2 separate regions of the Gossypium hirsutum genome follow, and region 2 is linked to region 1. Evidence: chromatin contacts called from public Hi-C data. All regions are on one chromosome and are shown on one strand. The core of a region is the stretch at or near the end of the contact, and the rest is flanking DNA. Distances in the headings are between cores, read along the strand shown.

Region 1 (3,244 bases), core at 185-2,684:
TCCCTTCTATCGAACTCTTGTAGGCATTTTTATTTGTCATTCTATACTATGTATCATGCCTACATATTACTGCTGTTTACGGTTTCTATAAATTAAAATATTATTTCATTAAAAAATAAAAAATATAAAAAGGAGATTTGAACTAAATTTAAATTTTTTTAAAAGAAAATACTATTATTAATAGGAACCATGAATAATAATAATGCAAAGACATGACACAAAGTACAAACAATAAATAAATCATTGCAAATTAATGCACAAATGTCATGTCTGCAAAGTAATCTAAAAAAAAAAAGACAATTTGACAGCAGCTGCAATACTGAAATAATTCAAAAACAAAATAATAGATTCATCAACTTGATCAAATTGCTGAAATTTGCATCCTAGCTTCACCATCATCAAATCAACTTGATGATAAACACCGATTGACCAAGAAAAAATTGCCTAAAGACCCAAGAAACCCACCGCATCAATGATGCACAAAAGACCAAGTCTTAGATGGCCTATTCTTCTCCTCATCATCTTGAATCTATCACCATCACTATGATCTATCATAATAAAGTCCTTCAAGAACGGTTCCTAATAGATCTAATAGCACCCTTATATTGACAAATCTCGCATATGTGCCAGAACATGACTAAAAATTAAAAGTAAAAATAAAATCGCATATGTTTTTAAAGAAAACATAGTGGACAAAACAAAACCACAAAAATTTTGTACAGAACAAAACTGCGAAACTATGAACAAAATAAAACTATGAAATTGTGGATAAAATCACGATAATATGGATTGAAATTAAAAAAAAAATACGAAAAAGGTATTGGAAAAACTACTACCAACAACCTAAAAAAGTTGAATGTAGAAAACGAAAAATACTAAAAAAACATAAAATAAGTAAATCTAATTTTTGAAATTGTGAAAGAGTTGTAATCATAATTAAATCTATATACATAATCATAATCTAATCAATTATTACATACACTAAATTGATAATTAACCCAAGAAATCAAAATAATCTCAAAATTTTCAAGGCCGAGTCCCAATCACAAACACAAATCAATTTAAGAGTTAAGATAGTTATAATACAAATATGATTTTACAAAATCAATTTTTTGTTATCTTCAATTAATTTGGTAAGTCGAGCTAGCTTTTCCACCAAATTATAAGAAAGAAAATTAAAGTTGATACTTATTACATAATTATAGATGTGTAAATTAAATAATATCATTTCAATAAAATTGTTAAAAGATAATTTTATTTCACTGACAAGTATATATTAAATATAAATCTGAAAAATTATTAAGCAATAAAATGTGAAAACAATAATGGATGATGGGTTTGTTTTATGTTATAGGGTCATAAAGCATCTGTATGCACTGCAACTTGTCCATTGACAAGTCCATATCTTGAACCTTGCCCACCCCCACAATGAGAAAAAAAAATGACATCATGGAGTGAAGCATGAAATTAAATGCTAGCCTACACACCCACATGTAATGCTAGGGCTTTCCATGATGGATAGAATATTGTAAATTGAGCTTTTCCCAACCACAAATTCCAAGAACCTATAGAATATTGTAACATCCTTGGATAAATTTTGAGGGTTTTCCAATAATTTCAAATATAAATAATAAAATCTCTTTTATAAAAATTAAGATATCCATTGTTATTTTTTAGAAAAAGAAAGAAAGAAAGAAAATTAACATTAATGAAAATACCTTAAACAGCACAATAATATATTCGAACACACAGGCCAAAAGAAGAAAAAAGATAAAAAGCAGGCTGAGGTTTGGGCAAGATAGCATTGCCAACAAAAAAGCATTGCTTTTTGGGAGGGTGGAAAATCCCAACATGAACGACCTTTTCCTTCAATTATTTCCTTTACTTTTTCAACCACTTTAATCGATCGTTGGGAGAAAAAAAATAAAAAGAAAGAAAAACACCCCAATCTCCTAATTCTAAATGCACTCAACCCACTTCCAATACATTTATTCCAAGACAACCCCATGTTATCCGAACCATCGTTTTGTGATTGCATCCTTTGCTACAAACTCCTTACTCCAACCATCTAACTCATGGATTCGTCTAAGCACGAGTTATTTCTAAGTCTATTTAGAATAGGATTTAAGTTATTGTCTCCCTTTTATCATCTAATTTTCATATCTTTTCAAGTTTTTTTATACAATATTAAGAGTAGGGAATAGGGGTAACACGATTCAAACCCATGCAAACAGGTGCTTCCTTTTAAGTTAAGACTTTCAAGTTTGAGTTAGACCAACATATATTTCATAAAATTTAATTGAAAAGGATTTTGAGTTCAAATCAAGGTAGTTATTATTGTACCTGTGGCCGTACCGTTTTTGTCTTAGTACTAGTACATATCTATACCCGCTTGTTTCGATATAAATGTTTTTAATTATTTTCTCGCATATTCATATTTATAGTCTAATTTTTAGTTTCTTGATAAATTATATATAAATTTCAATATTTTATATATAGTTATAGTCTAATTTTTATTTCTCATAAATTATGTTATTTTGATTAAAAAATAAATTATATATTATATTAACATGCAAATATATCTCAATTATATCCATATATATTTATATCTAAATGTAAGTTTTAAATTGATTAATTGGGTTGAATAATTCAATTTAATAACTTTTCATTTTCCATTTTAAATGTAATTTTGGAAAATGAAAATGGTTAAAATAAAATTTTTAAAAATTAGTTTAAAATGCTAAAATTTTGTATCAACCGGTACAAACTGATATTAATCGAAACGGATTGAGATACATTGAAATGACCGAAACATACCAAAATTTTAACTGAAACAGAACATAGACGATTTGCTACTGATTTAGAACTGAGACAATACGTATTAATGAATCCACACAATTCTGATATGATACCAATTACCATGTTTCAAATGGATTCTAACATTTTTCTTTTTTCGAATTTCGGCGAAATTTTCTTACTATTTTGAGTAGGATGCAAATATACATATATACATTAAAAAATAAATCAATATAATAATAACTTTAATTAAAAGAAAATTATCCACTTATAAAATATCTTTAGTTTTTGCTTATAAAATTGCATAATGAGGTAGTTTAAATGGAAAAGAAAAGCAATATGGACATAAAATGTTCTACCATAAAAATTATATTTATTATGGGATTAATATTTTGATACATTATCGTATAGATCTCATGCATTATCAATTAATAATAATATGACACAT
Region 2 (3,453 bases), core at 782-3,281, 40 kb before region 1:
AATAGATTAATTATTATTGTTGATAGTGGATACCCCGATTTAAAAAAAAGTTGAAGAAAATAAAATTTGGATAAAATATAATAAATGTTGATTTTATATTAAACAAATGTAATGTTTATTTTAACAACTAATAAATATGTGACGATAGATTAGTAAGATTTGTATTTTAATTTAAAGAAGTCCAATAAAAAGGTATTCCATAGCACATCTCTTTGTTGTTATGGTAGAATCACTATTTTAATTAGCATCAACGAATACCTGATTTTATCTGTAAAATCTTAAATCTTTATGAACTAACACAAAATCTCAAATCCTTATTAAAAGACATAAATAATGTATGACACCAAAGCAATCTAAGATGCTGTTTGCATAAGAATCTCTTTAATTGGAACCAACTACTGCTTTAATTATGATTGTGATGATCTAATAAAAACAAATCCCATAATAATAAAATTAATAAGGCATAATATCAAATTTAACCTTTAACATCTACATCTTTTGTCAATTTGGTCATTATTCTTTTTTAGCGCTAAATTTGATCATCAACCTTTTGAAAGAGTCAAATCATTTTTTTAACCGAAATGTTGACTAAAATATTAATTTTTTAACGATGTTGGTGTGACAATCTACATGGCAATCCATGTGTACTTTCATGTTGACATGGTACTATTTGTCTTATATATTATGTCAATAGTTAATTTAAAAAAATTAAAATTCAAAAAAAATATAAAAAGTTCATAAAAATTCAAAAAGAAAAGCATGAAGTACATGTGGATTGTCATTCGAGTTGCCATGTTTAAAAATTTAACATTTTAGTTAGTATTTCAATTTAAAAAAAAAACAATTGAACTCTTTTTGAAAGGCGAATGATCGACTTTTTTTAAAAGGCTGAGGGTCAAATTTAACTTAAAAGATAAGGGTCAAATTGACAAAAAGTATAAATGCTGAGAGCTAAATTTGACATTATACGAATTAATAAATATAATGTTCCAATATTTTTAAAACAATATATATTAAAATTTTTAACACATTATATTTCAAATGACAACAAAATATATCAAATATTTTTCATTCAAATATTGTCATATATTTAGATTTTAAGCAATACTCCACTATTAATTTTAAAAGTTAATTTTTATCATGCAGTCTTAGCTCGATTGGTATCAATGTAGGAAGATGTAATTTCAAGTGTGTTGAAATGCATTATCTTAAAAGATGATTTTGATAGATATAATAAAAAATTAAACCCTCAATATTTACATATTTGATCAAATTAGTCATGATTCTAAAAAATTATCTAGAAAAAATATATATAAAAAATTTATATAACAAAATAGCTTTCTAAAAAAAACCTTTAACTTCAAATATATAGATAGAATGTGTAAACTTTAAAAACTATTAAAATTATATAAAATTGACAAAAAAAACATTAACACTGTGATATAATTAAAATTAATATAAAATAAATTACTCAATATCAAAATTTTATCGAATTATCTCATGTAATGTTAAAAAAAAAAAAAACAAACCTACTATGACAAAATGGTTTCATAGTTTCATTATTGGTTTCAAAAGGTGGGTCCAGATTAATTTGTCAATTTGTCATGGTCGGTCCATCAATAAAAAAAGTAATAAAATAATAATAATAGTAATAGTAAATAGTAAGTAGGTAATTGATAATATGTCAAAAAATAGAAAGGGTAATTTATGAATTAATTTAATCAATCTGCATGTGGATGTGACCACATCCCATGTGGCAATTGTCTTATTGGTTGGAAATTGCTGTTGTGCGTTGGCAGGCGTGCACACCACCCAAATATAACCCTTTTCTTTATAAAGACAATTCAAAATGATATTTGTTCGTATTCAATATTTATAATAAAATATTTCACCAAAAAAATACATTTATAAAATAAAAAATCATTATTTCGTTTATATTATAAAAATATTGTTATTATAGGACAAAACTGGAAAGCTATATTTAGGTGCGCTTTAATGAAACTTGTTCCTTTTCTCTTGGAAATTAGCAAAGGTACAATTCCGTACGGAGACCGTAACACCTCACCCCACTTCATTATGTTTTTATCATAAACTAAAGGCAAAAGATGCTAAAGAGATTGAAAAGGATATTGAGCTACATAATTACAAAGTAATCAAATTTTGACTTTTTTCTAATACTACCTGATTCATTATTTTTCCATGTACCATAAAATAATTTAAATATTTTATAATCACATATTACTTATATAACTTCTAATAATTTAAAATACTAGAAAAATAATCATTGAATTTTAACTCGATTTACATGGGTATTATTGTCAATATAGGAGGAGCATATTGTCCTCTTAATTATTGGTTGGAGAGGGACTATGAGTAATTCTAAGTTTTGTATTAAAAAGAGCAGATCTAATCATAACTATAATGAAATTGTTAAAAAAATTATAAAAATATATTTTAGAACTAATATAAAGTGCAATTTAATATTTTATTAAATTTACTCTGTTAAAAAATTAAATTTGGTTTTAATATAAAAGTAAAAGTAAATTTTTATTCCAAGTAAGAAACAATTTAAAACAATACGATATTTTTGGAATTATTATAAAATAGCATAAAGTAAAAATAAATATAATTATTTTGGACTTGCAAATTATTATAAAATTATAATTATAATAGTAATTACAAAATGATAAGAATGTACAATTATAAAGTGAAAATTTCACATTAGACAATAGAATGATAGAGAAAAGTGAATAATGGTAAGTATAATATATATAATCAACTAAATAAATGTGTGATGAAAGAATATCATGATTTTACCTTATCATTGATTAAAATGATTTTTCACCTCTCCATGTGGAATTGTCATTTGAGTATGACTTGAAATTTCCTCTTCGAAAATTTAATACTTTAATACTCCATCATTTTTTAGACACTTCAAATGTACCAATGCTAATAATTTCCATTTTTTTGGTGATATTATTTGAAAATACTTAAATTTCGTAAATCTTAATATTCGCTCGTATATAATTGTAACACTAATTAAATAATAATTAATTTAAAATAATATACATTAATAATTAATTAATATGCTCAACTCTGTAGTTCAGACCATAAAAATTATTATTGATACAATTTTATCAGTTATTAATAATTAATTAATATATTTATTCTTAATACTGTAGACTTCAACTTAGTTATATAGTTGAATAAAAATTCTATTATTTTAAAAAATAAAAAATAGTTTTATCTAATGCCAATTTAGTAATCTAATGAATAATAAATAGTATTCTCATTGGTCCAAAAGTTTCTCTAAACTCGTACTTTTATGTATTACTAGTTTCTAATAGCACATGTATTGCATGTGATTTTACGTGTTTAATTTATTAGTTTTTAAGTAATATATTTTTAATTTTTGTAATTAAATTTTAATTTATTTTTGATTTTTATATATAA

The links. A called contact is a pair of places that touch in the nucleus more often than the background predicts.
Region 2: a Hi-C map of leaf shows a contact between it and region 1, with 1.8 times the contacts expected there. The contact joins two enhancer-like sites. A contact is called at or near these places in 14 of 34 Hi-C or Micro-C datasets (anther, callus, cotyledon and 5 more).

What each region holds. Positions count from the first base shown.
Region 1 is chrD03:37,420,316-37,423,559 of Gossypium_hirsutum_v2.1, reverse strand. No RefSeq gene overlaps it. Among protein-coding and RNA genes, the nearest start is that of LOC107950098, 16 kb to the right of the region's middle. Within about 2 kb of position 1,434, at least 4 of the 9 cell types and tissues checked have an H3K27ac peak or open chromatin away from gene starts, as enhancers often do. A contact at or near this core is called in leaf, where this site is marked.
Region 2 is chrD03:37,460,914-37,464,366 of Gossypium_hirsutum_v2.1, reverse strand. No RefSeq gene overlaps it. Among protein-coding and RNA genes, the nearest start is that of LOC107950097, 31 kb to the left of the region's middle. Within about 2 kb of position 2,031, at least 3 of the 9 cell types and tissues checked have an H3K27ac peak or open chromatin away from gene starts, as enhancers often do. A contact at or near this core is called in leaf, where this site is marked.